2 separate regions of the Capsicum annuum genome follow, and region 2 is linked to region 1. The links are chromatin contacts, called in public Hi-C maps. All regions are on one chromosome and are shown on one strand. Each heading gives the region's core, a stretch centred on a gene start, on an enhancer-like site or on the middle of the called end of the contact. The rest is flanking DNA. Distances are from core to core; before and after follow the strand shown. Region 1 has its middle 35 kb from the start of LOC107868652. Region 2 holds the start of LOC107868661 (60S ribosomal protein L37a).

Evidence for each region. A called contact is a pair of places that touch in the nucleus more often than the background predicts.
Region 2: a contact with region 1 is called in a Hi-C map of pericarp, with 2.5 times the contacts expected there. The contact joins the promoter of LOC107868661 here to the enhancer-like site in region 1. A contact is called at or near these places in 5 of 5 Hi-C or Micro-C datasets (bud, leaf, pericarp and 1 more).

What each region holds. Positions count from the first base shown.
Region 1 is chr1:13,640,640-13,645,421 of UCD10Xv1.1, reverse strand. No RefSeq gene overlaps it. Among protein-coding and RNA genes, the nearest start is that of LOC107868652, 35 kb to the left of the region's middle. Within about 2 kb of position 2,946, at least 1 of the 5 cell types and tissues checked has an H3K27ac peak or open chromatin away from gene starts, as enhancers often do. A contact at or near this core is called in pericarp, where this site is marked.
Region 2 is chr1:13,689,191-13,694,074 of UCD10Xv1.1, reverse strand. LOC107868661 (60S ribosomal protein L37a) reads left to right here and starts at 2,483. Exons shown (of 5, transcript XM_016715334.2): 1 at 2,483-2,684; 2 at 3,856-3,895. The coding sequence starts at 2,682. LOC107868670 (eukaryotic translation initiation factor 4G-like) reads left to right here. Exons shown (of 13, transcript XM_047394191.1): 12 at 214-405; 13 at 457-942. The coding sequence ends at 778.

The DNA of each region.
Region 1 (4,782 bases), core at 1,697-4,196:
TTGTGATTTTCAATTAAGAAGATATACTTAAGATTATAAATTGAATGGAATCAGTTTATAAAGTGTTTTCTTACATGTCACATTTGTATGAAATAGATATATAAATTGATATTTATGGATTACGATATTAAATTTAGGTGATACCAATTTATAGAATAGTTCCCAAGGGAGCAATAACCATACTTCTGTGGATGATCTTTACCAGTTGAAAGGTCTTAACTTGGCAATTGGTAGCCGTTGTTGAGTGTTTGTAGTGATTCCTCGTTGCAATCAAAATTCATAAAGAAGGTGGTGTATAAATTTAGGTGATATCAATTTATGACTGGAACAACTAAATGGTGTATAAAAAGAAGTTAGTGTATGAAGATGAAAATTCTTAATGGAAGCATTAAAATAGGAGAAAAGAAAAACGGTTAGAGAGATTTTGGGGTGGATTGATATCAATAATTAAGATAACTATTTTTAAGGAAGGGCAATTGCATATTAGTTGTATTAAATCTTTATTTTCCTTTTCATTTACTTTTTTGTATTTAAGAAAAAAAAAATTATTATTTATTTTTTTATAAGATTTGCTATAACTTGAAAAACTAAAAGTTATGCTATAAGCTGTAATTTCCTATCTAATAATTGCTATATAATTTTTTTTTCCGATAGGATAACTTAAACAAATCTCAAACTTAAGAGACTATATAACCTAATATCCCTTACTTTTTAAAAATTTACACAAAATTCTGATTTTCAACTTTTACTCTTGATACATATCAACAAAAACCACATCCTGTTTTTAGTCCACCATTAACAATTAAATCATCTTTCTTCCTGATTTTTTCTCCTCAATTAACGCTTAAATCATTTTCCTTCCTGATTTTTTCTCCTCCATTAACGCATGCAGCTTTTTTCTTTCCTCTTCGAAAATCTCTCCCATATTTTTTTAAAAATCTATTGATACATATATAAATTTATTTAGTTATTCATACATGTTTATTCTTTTAATGATGATTTATATGAATGATAAATATGATATCATTATATGTGTATTATGATGATTCATACGATAGATACATTTTGTATGATTTTAACGGGTGATACATATTGTATTATGATGATTTATATGACAGATACAATTATTTATTTCAATTATTGGGTGATTCATATGATATTAATGGGTGATATATATGGTATTATGGTGATCATTCATATGGTAGATATAATTATTTATTTCAATTATTAGGTGATTCATATGTTATTAATGAGTGATACATTTTGTTCACACTGTATTTAAAAACGGAGCAGCCATCCCATCACCGACGGCGGAGGAGGAGAGAAAGTGGATCTGGACACCATGAAAGGTGGGTCAGCAGAAAAGTGGATAAGATCATATTGGATTGAATTGGGTTTGACAGAAATTAGGGTATTGAATTTTTTTTTAAAATCTGATTAATTCATTGTATAACTGATTATGCGTGATTTGCTCCACAAAATAAAAGAGAATCTATTATTCCTTTAAATAAATATCTTTGTCAGTTTCAAATGTATCAATTTATATGTATCACTGTATAACATATGTATCACCATTTTAAAAACCGGGATAAAATGTAATTAATAAAATAGTCAGGATTTTATGTAATATCACTTAAAGATTCAGGGATTTATGTAAGTTACCCTACAATATATGAGTATACGGGCTTACGTAACTGTATAGGTGACAAAATATTTTTTAACAAAATAGTTGTATAGTTACATAATGTATGGATATTATATAAATAGTGTATAACTATGTATATATAATGTATAATAATGTATTAGAGATGTATATATATCCATGTATGTTTTTTATACAATATATATATACATCCTTATACAATGTGTATACATGGCAAAAGATGAAGAGAGAGGAGAATGGGAGAAAACAATTTTGATGAATGAAGAGATGAAGAAAATAGCGAATTGAACTTCGCTTGCAATTCAAAGTGTCGACTGACCATTTTTGGTACGAACTTAACCTCATGGAGGCAGGAGATTATTTCCGAAAGATCCTTGATTCAAAAGATCAAATTGAAATAGTTATAATGAACTAAAAAATATAACAATCAAGAAAATATGGCAACTAATATGAAGAGTAATACAAAGCGTATGGAGAAGGAACAATAATAACGTAATTTGGTAATAAATAAAAAATACAAGAAATTATGTAAATAAGGGCAAATACTACTTTATCACTTTTATACAAGAAAGTAATAATTCATTATTTGGTTTTTTTTTTTTTTTTGATTGATAATGAAAAAAATTGGTAGAGATATATAATTAGAGGTGTGTGTATATATATATCTTTTGATGTGTCTCTTATCTTTTTTCTTTATTTATCAAAAAAAATAAAAAATGACAAGACTGGTGATAGATAAGAAAGATAAGAGCATGAATTTGGCTGAAAGATGTATACTCTGTTTGTAGAAATATTAATATTCACAATTTGAATTTTGTTTTAATCATGTATTTTGTTAACATCCACTTGATATAATAATCCAATCTTGGCTAAACACATATACTGCCCTTAAACTTGCCCAAACGTCCCTTTTTAGATGTTTAAACTTAGTCTTATTCCAACTAAACATAGCTATATATAATTCCGTTCCTATAAAACACAACAAATTAAAAATATCTTCCATGATAAATAAAATATGTATAGTTAATTATCTGATGCGAAAAAAAATATGCCACATATTAAAAATAAAATACCATGTGCTTTTAATTTTGTGATTATTTTTACTATGTGACATTTTTTTAAATCGTGAGACTATGAACTACATACATTTTATTTATGAAATAAATATCAAACTTACACATCAAAATTTTTATATTTAATTAATTTCTTAAATTAAATAGTATGGCCGGTCATCTATTTTCCAACCAAAAAGAGACGTAGGGATATGAAGCCGCCTTTTAAAGATCTTATTTCGCTTTCAAATATCATAATCATTCAACTTTAGTGCTAAAACATGATAAGCTCAAATTGTTGTTTTTCAAAATTAATTTATAAACTTTTTTTGTTCTTTTGTTATTTAAAATTATTTTCGGGGTAAAGTGAAATAAACTCAAAAAAAAAAAAAAAAAGGAAAAGAGAAGGAAAAAGAAAAAGAAAGTGGAGGGATAGATTCTGCATTTAAATTTTAAGGTTCAATTTTAAACAATTTTTAGTATTAAATTATTTATGTTTTAAAGTGACACAAATTTAATTTTTATATCAAAAGTAGGGGTATACAGACCAAACCGTCAAGTCAAACCGAACCGACGAACCAAATCAAACCGAGAAAAAAATGACTTATGATTTGGTTTGGCGTTAGAAAAAAAACCCGATCATCCTTAATTTGGTTTGATGTTGACAAAAAAAAAATCAAACCGAACCTGAATCAAACCGACATAATGTGCGTGTGTGTGTGTCTATATATATATATATATATATATTATCCCAGATTATTTATTATATATAATTATATAATAAATACGGATAATATATAATAATATAATATAATAGACAGGTAATAAATAGTAATAAACAGATTCTATAGTATAGATAGATATTATAATGTAAAAAATAGAAGACAAATATAATGTAAAGAAATTTATTACAAATATAATAATAGATGTATAAAGAGACAATAATAATAGTATATACGGATAGATAATATTATAAGACAGATATATAATACTAATAAAGTGTATATATAATTAATAAGCAGGTTTTAGTATATATTATAAACAAAGTAAATAAAAAAGTTAAGCAAAGTAATTAAAATAGGTAAGTAGTTACGAGAAAATAATAGCAAAGTTAAAGTGGATGTGTTTTTATATGGTGTAAAATTCTACTCAATACTCCCTCCTTCGTTGTTCTTAGTCCAGTGTAAGTGTCCAAGTCATAAAGATCAAAGTATATTTTCTTCTTCCAAAAATAAAATATTTTTACATTTTTGATTTTTTTTTTTAATTTATGCCATGTTTATCTTTTTCTCTTCAGTTTTAGGTATTTTAGCAATATCTTCTTTAATCACATCTCGAGAGAATAACAACAGTCCTTTTTTAATCTTCTTCGGACTTTCCAAGTCCCTAGAAATTTACAGATTAATCAATCGTTATTGCTAAAACACTGGGAGAATAATCATATACTGAGGATATTTTTATAAGTAATTTACAAATTATACAAAATCAGAAAACTGACGATAAACCACCGGCGATCCAGATCTGAATAATAAAACCCATGTGAAAGAAAATATAAACTTGATTAATTCAAACATAATTTACAAACTTGGGAGAAAACTACAAAGATCTATATAACTACTACTTACATATTTCAAGGAAGAAGTGAGGTTTTCCTTTCGAGAATCCCCTGAAAGTTGACAGCTATCGAAAATGAAGAATTAAGAAAATTTTTCACACTTTTTTTTTTTGAAATAACTTACAAACTTTAGAAATTAAGAAACTTAAAGAACTGAAGAAAACTAAAAAACTTTCTCACTCTTGATTTTTTTTTACTTTTTTCTCTATTTGGTACATGTTTAAGTCTTACATAAGGGGGGTATTTATAGGAATCTTTGGACTTCAAATCTTAATTTTTTTGTGGACTTCAAATCCTTTCTAAAGACTTTATCAACTTGGGCGGTCCGGCGGCTAATGTCTTTTTTTAATTTTCCTCCGTTCATTTATTTAGCTGATATTGTATACGTCTGTTATTTTGTCACAATAATAAACAGATTATATGAATTAAAGAAATTTATATAATATGTTTAC
Region 2 (4,884 bases), core at 1,234-3,733, 49 kb before region 1:
GCTTCAAATTCAGGGAGCTGACATTGTTAGGAAACGTATATAGCAAAGAAAACTATTAACTACATTTACATAATGTACGTGGCGTTATTCTTTAGTTCTGTTTGACTAAATGAGAGAGGATCCTTTTAGGGATTTCATTTGGATAATCTCAAGAATGCTGTTCGTTCTATACTTTCCCTTTTACAGATATAATGTGTGATTTTCTGGTTCCAGTGCAGTTGATGAGGACGAAGTTGTTCTACGCATTGGAGAGTTGAACTCACCAAGCTTTCTTCCAATGATGTTATCGATGTGGGTAAATGACTCGTTTCAGAGGAAAGAAAGGGACAGGGATCTTCTTGCCCGGCTTCTTATCAGTCTTACGAAGTCCAAGGTGGTACTGAATGCCAAACAGCTCGTTGAGGGGTAAGCTGCCAATTCCTTTTCTATTATCATCCGAGTTTTTGCTTTTAATAGTCTTTCTCTTAGCAGGTTTGAATCAGTTTTAGCTACTTTGGAGAATGAAGTTACTGATGCTCCAAAAGCAGCTGTATTTCTTGGTCACATTTTCGGTAGATTAATTAGCGAAAATGTGATCTCTCTGAAAGAAACCGGACATCTTATACGACATGGTGGTGAGCAGCCCGGTCATCTTCTGCAAACTGGATTGGGATATGAACTTCTCGAAAGTACATTTGACGTGATAAGATCAGAGAAGGGAGAATCAGCTTTGAGAGATATCTGCAGCACGTCCAGCACACAGTTGGAAGATTTTAGACCACCCGTGTTGTCCAAATGAACCATTTTTTTTCTCATTAGTTTTCGACATGGTTAATCATTGTTTTACCTACGAACAAATGCAGAAGCAGGACGACTGAATATGTGGATTATTCGGTGTAATGCTTAGGCATGTATACGTGACTGTTGATATCAACTTTGTGAAGCATATATCAATTTGGTTTACTGGGCTCCTTCAGATGTTTTTGAAGATAGTATAATGTTCTCAGTAATTTTTTTCCCTTTCTGTCCAAGCCTAATTGGACAAAGTTATCTAATATGTGTGTTGGTGGGAAGTAACAGGTAACCCATGGAATTAGTTGGGATGCGTGCAAGCTGACATGAACACCACCGTTGGATAATGTCCTATCTCAAACAAATCGCTTTTGCCCTTGGTGATGGTCCTCCTCCATGTTGGTCTATAATTTGTTAGGTCATAAGTTTATGTAACTTACAACCAAATCTCACTTAGGGTGTGTGGAAAACGAACATGAGAAAAAAATGAGGTATTATCCCGGGATAACTCTTTCCCAACCAAACAACTGCATGAATTAAATTCAACGAAACCACTTCCTCTTTGTTTATGAACCTCAGTTGGAGGTCGCAAGTACTAAGTGGAACATTAGTGGTGTATACATAAGTTGGTTGGCATATTGAACCCTCGAATATGTTCGAAGATCTCTTTTAGTTCAAGAAGAATTATATTGATCTTTTTTCTTATTTTGACCGGAAAATCTCACAAGGCATTACTGTGCCCATCAAATCTGCATGATTAGTGCAGAAGTATAGAGCATTTTGGTTGGTTATTGACAAACAGAAAGCCATCTTTATATTAAAAAAAATTGATACTGTATGCATCAAAGTATCTTATGTTAATACATAGGTGTATATGTCCATTGTATATTATTACTTTGTAAATGCACATAAAGTGTGTGTAATCACTAATCAAGTTAGTCTTTTCATAATTATTGTATCTTTCAGCCAGGAAATATCTAAGTGGAGCTCAGATATACATCATATGAACATTGATCAACAATTTTGACTGGGAATGAAGATAGTAAAACTTGACATAAAACCTTTTTATTTCAAAAAAGAGATTGTATTTAACAGTTAAGTAGCTAGTCAAAACATGTACACATAATAAACCAAAATTCTTAATAAATAACTTCAAAACATACTTCAATTCGAGTCGTCTATCATATAGTTTGCTGGTATATGACATCCAATAAATGACATTATGTGACTATTCATTATGCAATATTCTTCTAGAGCAAATTTGATTGTTCGTTTCAGGTGAATTCGTCAACTAAGGTGATTTTGCTAATTTTAAAAAAATATAACTAAATTATATTTCATGTTTTTTTTTTAGAAAAAGTTCAATCAAACATGATCATGATTCCAAATATTTTTTAGAAAAATATAATTAAATATAATTTCATCTTCAATCTCATCATAGATTTTATATAAAATGAAAAATATTTAAAATTTAACAGTCAAACGCCTACAAAATTACACCCTCATAGAGAATTAAGTTTCAAAGAAGTGATGCAATTTACAGAATTGGCATCTTTAATCAAAAAATTAGTATTTTCCATAAGTTTTGAGAGTAAAAAATATGAGATCTTTACATAAATAGCCAAACCGATTTACTATTTGCTTTTCTAAATGGTATACATAGATTATACGTTTATTATACAAAATCATACACATATTGTACATCCGCCGAGACTATTTTGGTTACTTCTTAAAAATTGATCACAGGCCCAATTTGGTTTACAGATTCGGGTCAACCCGAATATTACAAACAATGGGCCTAATCTTGCCCAAAAAGCAACTAATTATACGTACTTCTTTTGACACTACAAAAAAACCCTAGTGAATCTTTGCTCTAAGCAGCCGCTCAAAATCCTCCATCAACATTCACGATGGTACCCCCCTTTTTACCCTTAATCTGTTAAATCTTAGTATTAATTCAACTAAAAGAGCTGTATTTTTTGTTTTTTTGTTTTGGTTGCTGATGAAAAGGGTTGATATTATTATGTGCAATTGTACTTGGGTTATTGTCTGTTACAGTAGCTATTCATTAGGTTTATTGAATGTTATTGGAGAATGTCCAAGATTTGATATTTTGTTGAAATGGGTAATTGTAAATGATGTGTGTGTGTGTGTGTGGGGGGGGGGGGGGGGGTCTATGAAACGGCCTCTCTACTTCATTTGAGGTTGAGGTATGGACTGCATACACTTTACCCTCCCGAGACCCCACTTTGTGGGAATACACTGGGCTCGTTGTTGTTGTTGTTGTTGTAGTTGTAAATGATTTATTGGTAGTAATATACGTTGGAGTGGAAAGGAAAATTTTATTATGGGTGTGTTTCAGGTAAGGAAAAAAAATTTTGAAAAAATGTTTTCTAAGAAAAAAAGTGGTTTTCTTGCTTATGTTGTGTTCGGCTTGTATGCAAAAAATATTATCCTAAAATCATTTATATATAATCGTTGATTGGAGAGTGTGGGTGGTGGGGGTTAGGACAATGGGGGGTGAAGATGAGGTATGCCGGAGGGTGCGGAGGACACAATGAATGTGGATTGCCACTTGTATGGCTCATTTTCCCTACTTCCTAGAGTGGAGAGGGCACAATCATGTGAAGTCATTTTCCTCATTTTTAAACAACTTATTTTCCTAGAAAATACTTTTTAGAAATTTTGACCAACCGAACATGAGAAGTAAGAGAAAATATTTTCCTCCTTACCAGACATACACTATATGTGTCAGTTGCTCATTCATATCAACAATGGAAATTGCAAACGCTAGGTTGTAGAATAGACGGGAATTGTTTTAAATGTTACGCTTTTGTCTCACATAGTATTAGTATAGAGCAGTTGAGTGGATGGGTTGGATTGTGGGTACTTGGTCTTCTTGTTTGTGAGGTCACAGTTTCTCATATTTGTAAGGAGGTTCTGAAAAGGTAAAATTGTTTAGTCTACTTTAAAATAGGGAGTCTGATCCTAATGAGATGAGATGGTGTAGATATCATTATGAACATTGAAATTGAGTAAAACTTGCAGCTTGTTTTAATGTGAAATGTGCTATTTTTTCTGCAGACTAAGAGGACCAAGAAGGCTGGAATCGTTGGGAAGTATGGTAAGTATTAAAGCTCCTTTTAGAATCTCCTGTTTGCAGTAATAAGGATAGGTTTTTGATAGCTTCTGGTAATACAACAACTTAATTTGATCAAGTGGTTTAATTTCTCTATCAAGCTCTGTTTGGTTAGGACTTCGATTCATTCTATAGATCCTTAAATTTTCCTTTTGCTACATTGGCAAGGCATCCTGGATTCCTTCAAATCCGAGATACTTGTGATGTCCTATTAGGAGAACTTGTCTGCACACCATAGGTTCCTTTTTTGTAAGAAAGTTTCCTATTTTTAATGGTGAGTATTGATCACGGAAAAATTATAGTGCATCTTAAAAATCTCTTCAAGATTAACAATATTGATAGTAACAATAATAATAATAGGAGATAATAGAGTAGATAGACCTGTTAATTCTGCAGTTTTGATGCTTGTAATAGTATATTGAGAGAGGTATGTTGAGATGAATGTTGCATATGGGCGTCAAATCTAAACTTAAAAGTTAAATCTCCTAGCTTTGCGTATCCCTTTGAAGTTTCGCGGAGATGTTTCTGACGGCCTATGTCATTAACATTAAAATAGATGGTAGTTATACTCAACAGATGTTTATTTCTCTAAGTTAGAGCTGCTGGTTGTTACTATTAATCGAGCATATTCTATGTTATGCCTGGAATAGATTTGTAATTGCCTGAAGTGAATGGTTATGTGGGATTGTGGGTCAGGCTAGATGTTCGTTGAGATTTTAATAGTTTAGCAACCAGACACCACTATGGAATTGTAAGACATAAATTTTGTTGATAACACTGCCCATTGGCTGGAGTCGGTTCTTTTTGTTAAGGTTATTTCAGGTGGTAGTATTCTCTCCATGTCATCGCTCTAATATACCTTGGTCTTTATCCAAGGCGACTGTGTATTTGATTTTTGTGTTTGCTAATTTAAATGAACCTTTTCATCTGTTGCAATGTTGTTGTTCTACAGAACACAGAAAAAGAAAACGCTT